3 separate regions of the Mus musculus genome follow, and regions 1 and 3 are each linked to region 2. A link is a contact called in public ChIA-PET and HiChIP or PLAC-seq data. All regions are on one chromosome and are shown on one strand. The core of a region is the stretch at or near the end of the contact, and the rest is flanking DNA. Distances in the headings are between cores, read along the strand shown. Region 1 has its middle 11 kb from the start of Gm52686. Region 2 holds the start of Necap2 (NECAP endocytosis associated 2). Region 3 overlaps Padi2 (peptidyl arginine deiminase, type II).

What was found. ChIA-PET counts read pairs in DNA pulled down with a chosen protein or histone mark. HiChIP or PLAC-seq counts read pairs in DNA pulled down with a chosen protein or histone mark.
Region 1: a FOXA1 HiChIP or PLAC-seq map of pancreatic cancer cells shows a contact between it and region 2. The contact joins the enhancer-like site here to the promoter of Necap2 in region 2. A contact is called at or near these places in 1 of 484 Hi-C or Micro-C datasets (bone marrow-derived macrophages), 3 of 115 datasets of contacts at active chromatin or transcription factors (the SCID.adh cell line, embryonic stem cells and pancreatic cancer cells) and 3 of 9 other capture datasets (adipose tissue, liver and pancreatic islet).
Region 3: a contact with region 2 is called in an RNA polymerase II ChIA-PET map of effector CD8 T cells, with 16 read pairs. The contact joins the enhancer-like site here to the promoter of Necap2 in region 2. A contact is called at or near these places in 4 of 39 promoter capture datasets (the C10 cell line, the HPC-7 cell line, neural stem cells and 1 more), 1 of 15 datasets of contacts at CTCF or cohesin (CD8 T cells), 5 of 484 Hi-C or Micro-C datasets (CD8 T cells, bone marrow, natural killer cells and 2 more), 9 of 115 datasets of contacts at active chromatin or transcription factors (CD8 T cells, the SCID.adh cell line, effector CD8 T cells and 3 more) and 3 of 9 other capture datasets (adipose tissue, liver and pancreatic islet).

Annotation. Positions count from the first base shown.
Region 1 is chr4:141,258,324-141,261,611 of GRCm38.p6, forward strand. No RefSeq gene overlaps it. Among named protein-coding and RNA genes, the nearest start is that of Gm52686, 11 kb to the left of the region's middle. Within about 2 kb of position 1,913, at least 49 of the 459 cell types and tissues checked have an H3K27ac peak or open chromatin away from gene starts, as enhancers often do. A contact at or near this core is called in liver and pancreatic cancer cells, where this site is marked.
Region 2 is chr4:141,076,917-141,080,232 of GRCm38.p6, forward strand. It overlaps Necap2 (NECAP endocytosis associated 2), which reads right to left and starts at 1,441. Exons shown (of 8, transcript NM_025383.4): 1 at 1,297-1,441. The coding sequence starts at 1,388.
Region 3 is chr4:140,943,555-140,947,019 of GRCm38.p6, forward strand. It overlaps Padi2 (peptidyl arginine deiminase, type II), which reads left to right. Exons shown (of 16, transcript NM_008812.2): 13 at 888-981; 14 at 3,124-3,209. Among named protein-coding and RNA genes, the nearest start is that of Gm13031, 13 kb to the right of the region's middle. Within about 2 kb of position 1,782, at least 144 of the 459 cell types and tissues checked have an H3K27ac peak or open chromatin away from gene starts, as enhancers often do. A contact at or near this core is called in CD8 T cells, the HPC-7 cell line, the SCID.adh cell line and 7 more, where this site is marked.

The DNA of each region.
Region 1 (3,288 bases), core at 663-3,162, 180 kb after region 2:
GACACTTAGATCCAAATGGCAGCAGTAGCCATGTGTGCAGTCCTGAGAGCCAGGCTGAGCAGGGTTGACCCTGGAGTCCCATGGGCCACTGGGGGCACCTCTGCTGACCCAGAGGGTGAGTTAGCTGTGAACAGTTGGGATGGGGTCTTCTTCGGGGCTTAGAGAAGGGGCCCAGGCATGGTGGTGCACACCCTTAATCCCCACACAAGAGAGGCAGGGGCAGGTCCAGGACAGCTAGGGCTTGCTTCACACCTCTCTCTCTCTCTCTCTCTCTCTCTCTCTCTCTCTCTCTCTCTCTCTCTCTCTCTCTCTCTCTCTCCTAAAGAGAAGAAGGGGTGGCCCCGGCCATGGGTGGTCAGGGAGGAATGCTGACTAAGGTTTTAGGGCGATGTGGGAGCGTGTCTGTTTTCCTCCTGCTGTTGTTCTGTGTTTGATGGATACACTCTCCCTCCGAGCCCACACACCAGTCTCTCTTCAGTTTCCTGGGGCAGGGTTTAGATAGGCCCATTGGCTCAAACTCACAATGTAACCAAGGATTCTCCTTCTTTCTAATGTTCTTTGCACAAGTTGGTTTCTATTGATTTGGTTGGTTGGTTGGTTCTGGTTTTTTCGAGACAGGGTTTCTCTGTGTAGCCCTGGCTGTCCTGGAACTCACTCTGTAGACCAGACTGGCCTTGAACTCAGAAATCCGCCTGCCTCTGCCTCCCAAGTGCTGGGATTGTTTTTTAAGGCAAGGTCTCCAGCCCAAGACAGACTCGGACTCCCTACATAGTCCAGGATGACTTCGAACTCCTAAATCTCCTGCCCCCACCTCTCAGTGCTAGAATTACAGACCCAAGCTACCACCGCAGGTTCATGTGGTGCTGGGGATGGAACTTGGCTTTGGGTCCCACTTGATCCTCCCAAACTGCGCGGCATCCTTACCCCCGCCCCAGCCCCGCTCCGAATCGGTTTTGTATTTAGGTTTTCGTTCTTTGGATCCACCCTGAAGTCCAGGTGGTTCCCCCTCTACTGCGTCCACGTGAGCGTGAGCTGAACCTCGCCCGGGTCTTACTCAGTCCACACGTGCCCTCTCCTGTCTGTCCTCTAACTTCCCTGTCTGTCTGACTCAGCTCCTCTGTTTTCCCTTGTTTTTCCTGGGTTTTCCTGACCTGGGCAATTTTGAGGCTTTCTGGTCGGTATTTTGTACACGATCCTGCAATTTGGGTGTATCTGATGTTTTTCTCATGACGAAGCCGGAGTTGCTGCGGCTTTCGGCGGGAACACCACAGAGGTAAACAGAGTCCTCTGCTCATGACGTCAGGAGTCACGTGATGGCCACATGGGTCACCAATGGGGTTGATTGTTTTTCCTTTCCTCCCCCTGCGTCCCCAGTTCTCACATTGTAGTCCAGGCTAGCCTCAAACTCAAGGCAAACCTCTTCTTCCCTTCCCAAGTACTGGCATGAGAGAGGTGAGCTGCCAAGCCCCGACGATGTACACAATCTTTAAACAAACAACAACAACAACAAAACCAAAAAAAAGCTTTACAGAGGGTCTTAACGAAGCTCATGCTGGCCTTGGCCCAGGCCTGCCCCTCCTGAGGGCTAGGATAACAGACCATGTTGAAAAACATTTTGGGGGGAATTGCTGGCGACCTAACTCTTCCTTCTTCCCCCACCCCCCTCTTTCTTTCTTTTTCATCTTTTTCTTTCTTTCATTCTTTTCTTTTCCTTTCTTTCTTGGATGAAACCCAGGCCCCACCCACACCAGCCAGGACCAGGAAACACTCCTGGGTCCCGTGCGGTTTGTGTTCCCCCACCGTGCCGACTCAGGCTTTCACTTCATTCATTCCGTCAGCCTGCCATGTCTGTCAGCGCGGACTCATTCGCTGGGCTGGGATCCAATATGTGTTTACACATCGTCCTAGCAAGCTGGGTGTGGCAGTGCACAGCGATTAGCCAAGCACTCCCTGGGGAAGTGGGAGGGGCTATGTCAGGAGGACCGTAGCCGAGGAGACCCCCCCCCTCCTACAAAGTAAGACCCTTCTGCCCCATAAAGGGGGACTAGGGGCTGGGGAGGCACCAGTGTTGGAGTGACCCAGGGCAAGATTCCTGTACTGCATAAGCGGCAGGGTGGTGCCTGCAACCCAAGCACTCAGGTGAGGGCAGGGCGGAAGAAATTCTTGGGCCATTTGAGAGAGACCCTGATCAGAGCCTCTTGGGTCCGCCCTGTCCTGTATATCCCATGCCCTCAGGGCTCACACTACAGCGAGCTCCAGGCTCAAGTCCTGCCCAGGTAGAATCTGTTAAAGAGTTGGACTCTTTCCAAAGAACAGAGTTCTCCATGCTGATGAGGTATCTAGAGGCCCTGAGGACTTAGCCAATAAGCATCCCTTCTTGGACCTTCCTCCCTGCAAAGGGTATTTATTTAATCACTAGTCCACCCTGAGAAGGAGGTACTCACCCATTTTCCATGATGAACAATAAACAATTTGGAATCAAGGACCATCTCTTTCATCGCAGTGGGGAGCATAGAGAAGGCCTTTGACTACTGAGTCACAACGCTGCTGTCTAAACCTCCCGTAGAAGGACCCTCTACATGCCCAGACTCGCCACCACAGCTAAGCCAGAGTCCCCCATCCCTGTCATCCTCAGCCTGCAGACCCCAACTCCATCCCCAACCCCTTGTGACCCAGCAGAATCGGGATGTCCGGGAGTTTGGGAGCCCCAGCCCTGAGCTCCTCATGAGAGGCCCACGGACCCTTGACCCTCTGTTCCTGACTCTTGAAGTTTCCAGTTGCAACTGAACTCCTGTCTCCTCAGCCTCAGCCTGTGCTGTGTCTCACCCAGGCTGCTCCCCCCCACCCCCCCCTTAGGCTATGTTCATAACCCTTTTGTCTGTCTGAGCAGAGTTCACACACCCCAGTGGTGAGATGGACCACAGGGAGGGGCTGCGTGTACCACAGAGCTTATGTGTGTGGGGGGGGGTGGGGGGGATGTCAGAGGGTAACTGCAAAAATCAAGTTCTCTTTCTTCCACATGTGGGTTCCAGGGATTGAATTTCAGTCATCAGGCTTGGTGGCCAGCGCCTTTACCTGCTGAGTCAACTTGCTGGCCCAAATCCATATATTTTCATACCTGAATACCATGAATGTAGGAAGACATCTAGCTCCTTTAAGACTCTCTGCTTCAGGCTGGAGAGATGGCTCAGCGGTTAAGAGCACTGACTGCTCTTCCAGAGGTCCTGAGTTCAATTCCCAGCAACCACATGGTGGCTCACAACCATCTCTAATGGGATCTGACGCCCT
Region 2 (3,316 bases), core at 191-2,690:
TATCAAACCAGCCTGGCTGGATACTTGGTGACCCCACCCTCCGGAGGATCAAGAGAAGCTAACCCTAGTCTACTGAACGAAGACCCAACAGATAGGGGTAGACTGCCAATCTCCGGTTTGATAACAAGAAAGGAAAGGGAGACAGCTGTGGAGATGATTCGGTGCAGATGAGCAAGCTTGAGGCCCCGAGTTTGGATCTCTAGCGCCTAAAAGCCAGGTCTGGCTCCAGCTACCTGTAGACCCTCCACTGTGTGGGGTGGGGCAGAGAAAGGAGTTTCACTGGGCTTGCTGAACACCTAGTCTAGATGAAAACAGCCAACCCCAGCTTCAGTTAGGGGCCACCTCAAGGGAACAACGGACATGAAAAAAGCAAGACACTGGCTGGAACTCCTGTGGCTTCTGCATGCACCCGCACCACACCCAGACACGCAAAAGCAAGCACAGGCAGCTGTAGCTTGCTGACCTCCATTCTTGTCATTTTAATATTATTTTAAAATCATCGCACCGACACAGTTAAGTGTTCTAAGATACCCATTCAGAAAATGTTATGAGCCTGTGTTACATAGCGCAAAGGGCAGATGGAGTTGGCCCTCCAACACATTTGTGGTACCCGACGACCTGTTTCCAAACAACTCAGACACCCATCGCCTTCGAGAGCCACCCAGCCTAAGTAGCAACACCCCACCACAGGGCACAGGACACACCACGTATTTTTCATCTTTTTCAGTTAGGGAAGGTGTCCAACTTTGTGTCTCCTCTCCTAGACTAGAGTCCTGGGTTCCCTTCCGGAGACACTCCGTGTGTTTACAGGCATTTGAGTTTATTTGCCTCAGGTGACGCTCACTCAAGACAAGGGCGGCGGTATCCTCCCAGCTGCAAGTATGTTGTGATCAGGGGTGAAACTGGGGTCAGGAGAGCCGGAGATAGGAACAGCGTCCCTGGGCTTCGTGGGACGGGTCCCCCAGATGGCCGGGTTCCCTCCCGTGCCCTCCCGGCGGGGATTTCCGCGGGTGGCAGGGTTTTCTGGGATCCCGTCACGACTGTCGGTTAGCGCTGTGACACGACCCGTAGACCCCGCCGAGGGAACCCACTGCGCTCTCGGGTCCCCAGGAGCTGGCTGCGACCGTTGCCGGCGTCCCGCTGACGGCTCAGGGCCAGCGACCCCTCCTAAGTCTGGCCCCGATTAAAGTAGCCACAGGGCTCCATCCTTTCCGCCCCTAAACCCGACAACCGGTCCTCGTCCCCCGCAGTGCATGCCGGGGCGGGGGACGGGAAGATTAAGCCAGGAACGGTCACCTGTAACCACGGTTGGTGGCCCGCGGCGGGATGCGGTAGACGTGGACCTCCGGCTTGACACACAGAACAGACTCGTACTCACTCTCCTCCATCTCTATCGCCCGAGCCCTCGGGACTTCCGGCTTCTCCCCGCCCCTTCAGGACCGGAAGTGATGCGACTCTATGACCAAGTTCTGTCTAGAGCGGAAGCTCCGGGGGACCCCCCGATCGCTCCCGAGTGCCCTCTGCCGGGCGCCTCAGATCAGACCGTGAAGCGATTGCTCTCTGCTGCTGTGGGACCTGAGAAGCTCGAGATGCCGCTGATCTGAGCCTAATCCCGAACCTGGTTGTAGTTCAAACTCTATACCCTAGACCAGGGTGGCTGATATGCAAGATACCCTGCAGCCCTGCCCTTCTGACGGAATGTCCTTGTCCCCGCCAATCCCAGAAGGTTCTCAGAGGCTTCTGGAGGAATCTCGCTCCACAACTTTTTATAACCTACTATGTGCGCAAGGCCCCAGTGGCTTAGCGCAACAGGAGTACAAATCAAAGTTGTGAACCAAAGTTCCTGGTTGTCTTTGCTGTGAAGAGACACTATGACCAAGGCAACACTTACAAAAAGAAATCCTTTCATTGGGGGCTTGCTTACAGTTTCAGAGGCTTAGTCCATGATTAGCATGCGGGAGAGCATGGCGGCATGCAGGCAGGCGTGATACCAGAGAAGCAGCTGAGAGCTGTACGTCATGATCCTGGTGGGGGTGGAAGGGCCACAGCACACAGGGATGGGGCGGGAGGAAGGGGAGCACGGACGACAGTGACCCGGGCCTGATACGGGCTTTTGGAAAACTCAAAGACCAAACCCCCATCACAGCTTTTCCAACGAGGACACACCTCCTAATCCTTCCACGAGGTTGATCACTTGTGAAAAGCTAGAATAAGGCAGATTGGGAGGCGAATTGATTTTGAGTTATCTTGACCCTCTAAATAGCCATTTATTGGCCACCTCTGTATGTGACCTAAGATCCTTGTGACTATTAGGTAAATCCTTTGGAAGGTACAAATGCCAGCTTTCACCAATAAAGGCTAAGAATGTCATCAGATAGCAAGTAAGGGCCATAAATGATGTTTCCCGGCTTTGCGGTGACTCACCTGCCTGAGGTCTCCACCAACGGTTTGAAAAATGCCTCGGTTTGATGTTTGTTTTGTTTTGTTGATTTTTTGGGTTTTTTGTTTTTGTTGGTTTTTTTTGAGACAGGGTTTCTCTGTGTAGCCCAGGCTGTCCTGGAACTCATTTTGTAGACCAGGCTGGCCTCAAACTCAGAAATCCACCTGCCTCTGCCTCCCGAGTGCTGGGATTAAAGGCGTGTGCCACCACGCCTGGCTCAGTTTTTTGGTTTTTCGAGACAGGATTTCTCTGTGCAGTCCTGGCTGTCCTGGAACTCACTCTGTAGACCAGGCTGGCCTCGAACTCCGAAATCTGCCCGCCTCTGCCTCCCAAATGCTGGGATTAAAGGTGTGCGACACCACGGCCGGGCTAATGCCTCGGTTTATAACTATTTTTTCATCACTGTGGTGGTCTGAATGGGAATGGCCCCCATAGGCTCATAATTTTGAATGCTTGGTCATTAGGAATTGGCACTACTTGAGAGGAACTAGGAGGTGTGGCCTTGGAGTGGGTGTGGCCTTTTGGAGGAAGTATATTATTGGGGGTGAGCTTTGAGGTTTCAAAAGTCAAAGCCAGTCCCAGTGCCTTTCTCTTCCTGCTGCCTGCAGATCCAGATGGAGAATGTTCAACTACTTCTCCAGCACCATGTCTGCCTGCGTGCTGCCATGCTTCCCGCCTTGATGATAATGGACTGAATCTCTGAAACTGTAAGCCAGCCTAATTACGTGCTCTCTCTTATAAAAGTTGCTGTGGCCATGGCGTCTGTTAACAGTAATAGATCACTGACTAAGATAGTCATTATGAAATTTTCATGAAATTGTTACCACACCTGGAACATGTATTCTGGTAACGTGAATCTGTGTTTCTGGGCCACAG
Region 3 (3,465 bases), core at 532-3,031, 130 kb before region 2:
ATCTTCAGGAGCAGGAGCGCAAAAACCCCAAACCCCAAAAACGAAAGCCCCCTTCTAAACGAAAGCGAAACCCCCCATCCCTATTTAGGAGAGTTATCCTTCGCTTAGGACGCATCACTCCCTGATTGGCTGCAGCCCATGGCCGAGCTGACGTCACAGGAAAGGCAGAGTACAAGTAGTGGTAAAATACCCTTGGCACATGCGCAGATTATTTGTTTACCACTTAGAACACAGGATGTCAGCGCCATCTTGTGACGGCGAATGTGGGGGCGGCTCCCAACAAGCCCCCATGTAAAAATTATTAGTTTCTATTCTTTTTTTTCTTTTTTAATTGATTTATTTCATATATATGATGAGTACACTGTAGCTGTCTTCAGACACACCAGAAAAGGGCATCAGATTCTATTACAGGTGAGATACCAGGTGGTTGCTGGGGATTGAACTCAGGACCTCTGGAAGAGCAGTCTAGGCTGGCTCTTAACCTCTGAGCAGTCACACCCAGATAATGGCTGATCAGTTACAACAGTCCAGGAAAAGGCTGAAGGCTCTGGGGCAGAATGTCCTTTTTGGAATGAAAGGACTGGGCGCCTCTGTGTATCTCAGAAACTCTGCAAACTGCCCATCCTTTTGGAGAACCCCTTCCCTGCCACCATCCCAGGCCACTTTGGGGCCTGTACTTGGATCTGATGATGTTGCCCAGGATACAAGAAGAGACACAGTCAGCCAGTCCTAAGACAGACAGACTTCCTAGGAAGCCAGTGACTCTCAGCATGAAAGGCACCAAGTACTGGGCAGCCAGGACTCAGGTCCTTCTGGCATTCTGGCTACCTCCCCGTCCCCCAGTGCCTCCCCTGACAATGTGCCACCCACGGTGGCATCTCTTGCAGGAATTTCGGCTGCTCATGGCCAGCACCTCCGCCTGCTACCAGCTCTTCCGAGAAAAGCAGAAGGCAGGCCACGGGGAGGCCGTTATGTTCAAGGGTGAGTGAGCAGAAGCCCTTGACAGGAAGCCCCACAGAGCTCAAGAGGGCCTTGTCCCAGAGCACCCAGCTGCACCACCAAACCCAAACCAAAGGTCACGCCTGCCTGGCGATGCAGAGTTGATGGAGCGCTTGCCTAGCATGCACCAAATGCTGGGTTCGATCCCCAGCACTGCAGAACCCAAGTGTGGTGGTGCCTGCCTGCGGTCCTAGCACTCACAGACAAAGGCAGAAGGGTCCTAACTCCAGGGTCATGTAACCCTGTCTCAAAATAGAGAAGGGCAAAGTGTATCTTCAGAACTGATATCTGAAAGAGCACCAGACCTAGAGAGGGACGGAAGGACCCAAATGACTGCCACATGATCTGAGCCCAGAAGCTTGGGTTTTCAAGACAGCGGGATGGAAGCCAGGACCTTCTGAGATGGTCATGCACTCTTCTGCTAAGCCACATCCCTTCTGCCATACCCCATCCACCCCCAGAACAGTAAAGGGGGGAGAGAAACAGTGTCGATGCTGGAGGCCCAGGAAGGGAAGTGGTTTCAGCTGACATCACGCCTGCCCTGCCGGGTCTGGAGTGAGGCTTTGTCTCCCTCCTAAGTGGAGCGACATAGCATCTGCTGGGTCTGGAATGAGGCTCTGTCTCCTCCAGTGAGGCTCTGTCTCCCTCCTAAGTGGGGCAGACCCAGGGATGAGCTCTGTACCTGAATTAATCATGAGAAAGAGACTCTGCTGAGGGAAACCCTGCCAGGCGGCATGGTGAGAAATGCCACAGCACATCTGCACTCTTGCTGTGGTAAAATAGACACAATGTATCAGTCACTGTGTCTTACCACTTCCTGCCACATGGTAGCTTAGTATCCTGACACTCATAGTCACTGGGTAATGCTTATGCTATTGTCCTGTGTCCAAGGAGTGGGACTGGAATGCTGCCCGTGTCCAGGACAGATCCACGTAAGACTGCCATCCTAGCCGGGCAGTGGTGGTGCACACCTTTAACCACAGCACTCGGGAGGCAGAGGCAGGTGGATCTCTGAGTTCAAGGCCAGCCTGGTCTACACAGTGAGTTCCAGGACAGCCAAGGCTGTGATAAAACTAAAATAACAAACATAGATAGATGGATGGATGGATGGATGGATGGATGGATAGATGGATGGACAGACAGATAGATAGATAACACTGCTATCCTGTTCTAGCCTCCTGGTGGCAAGTTTTTTTTTCTGCGTTGGCAGGTGTAAGGCTTGGCTTTCTAGAAGTTTCCTTTCTATCTTAAGCTTGCCTCAAATGCTGCCTCCACACACCATGGTTAGAAATATTAATGCCATAGAGTCACGGAGAGGACTGTGGCGTGGTGGCAGCACAGGGGCAGGGTCCCACAGCCCTGGTCTCTTTGGTGTTGTGACGCTACAAGTCTGGGCCATGCAGAGAGCTGACAGGCTATATATAAATAAAATATAACACTTTTAGCACTCGGGAGGTGGAGGCTGAAGGTTGTAGGTTCAAAGCCAACCCATAAGAAAAAAAAAACTAAAAGGAAAAAATAATGTTAATCAAATATACAAGGCTCACAGCCTTGTGGTCCGGCTGCCTGTGTGGCCACTTGCTGTGTAGGGAAACGCAGCTTCCTCACCTTTAACAGTAGCAGCTACCTCACAGGAACATGGGGAAGACTGTCTGGGGAGCACGGCTAGCATTTAAAAGATTACTTATCTAGTGTATACAAGGTCCTGGCTTCCGACCAAAGAACAGACTGCAGGCACTTGGATGTCACTAATCTGACCTAAAGCCTCCAGGCTATGGAGCTAGAGTCAGAGGCAGGCTCTCTCCAGGGCCAGCACTGAGTAACAGGAGGGGTGTTTGAACCCTGGTCAGCTGCTAACATTCAAAGGGGGCACCCAGGTGACTTCTCCTCCTGCCAGAGAGCACAAGGTGCCTGCACCCCCATTCCTGGCTTAGGAGACATGGTTGGTCTGGAGAGGGGGACACACATGCCTCCCTGGGTAGAAGGAGATCACCCCTCTTCCCCATCCATTCCCCCCACCTCACTCCCACCCCATTCCCCACCCCCCTCCACTGCCAGCAAATAGCTCAGATGGGACACCCAGGCAGGCACCTGAGATTTACTGTCACCCTCTGACCCCCACAGGCCTGGGAGGCATGAGCAGCAAGCGCATCACCATCAACAAGATCCTGTCCAATGAGAGCCTCACGCAGGAGAACCAGTACTTCCAGGTACAGCGGTGGGAGGGCAGGAAGGGATGGCAGACTGTGTGAGGTCTTGGCAGAGGCTGGTTCTATGGGAAAGGTCAGGGGCTCGAGGCTTCTGGCCCAGAGAGACCAGCAAGCACCTGCTGGATCTACTTGCTGTGTAGTAGATCCAGAAGCGCAGCGGTGGGCTCAAGGAGCCTCGAACCCAGCAGGAGATGGGAAAGCAGTTGTACTTGTAGGCCCAGAGTTCTATCAGACAAGTGCTCGGAGCAGACACGCC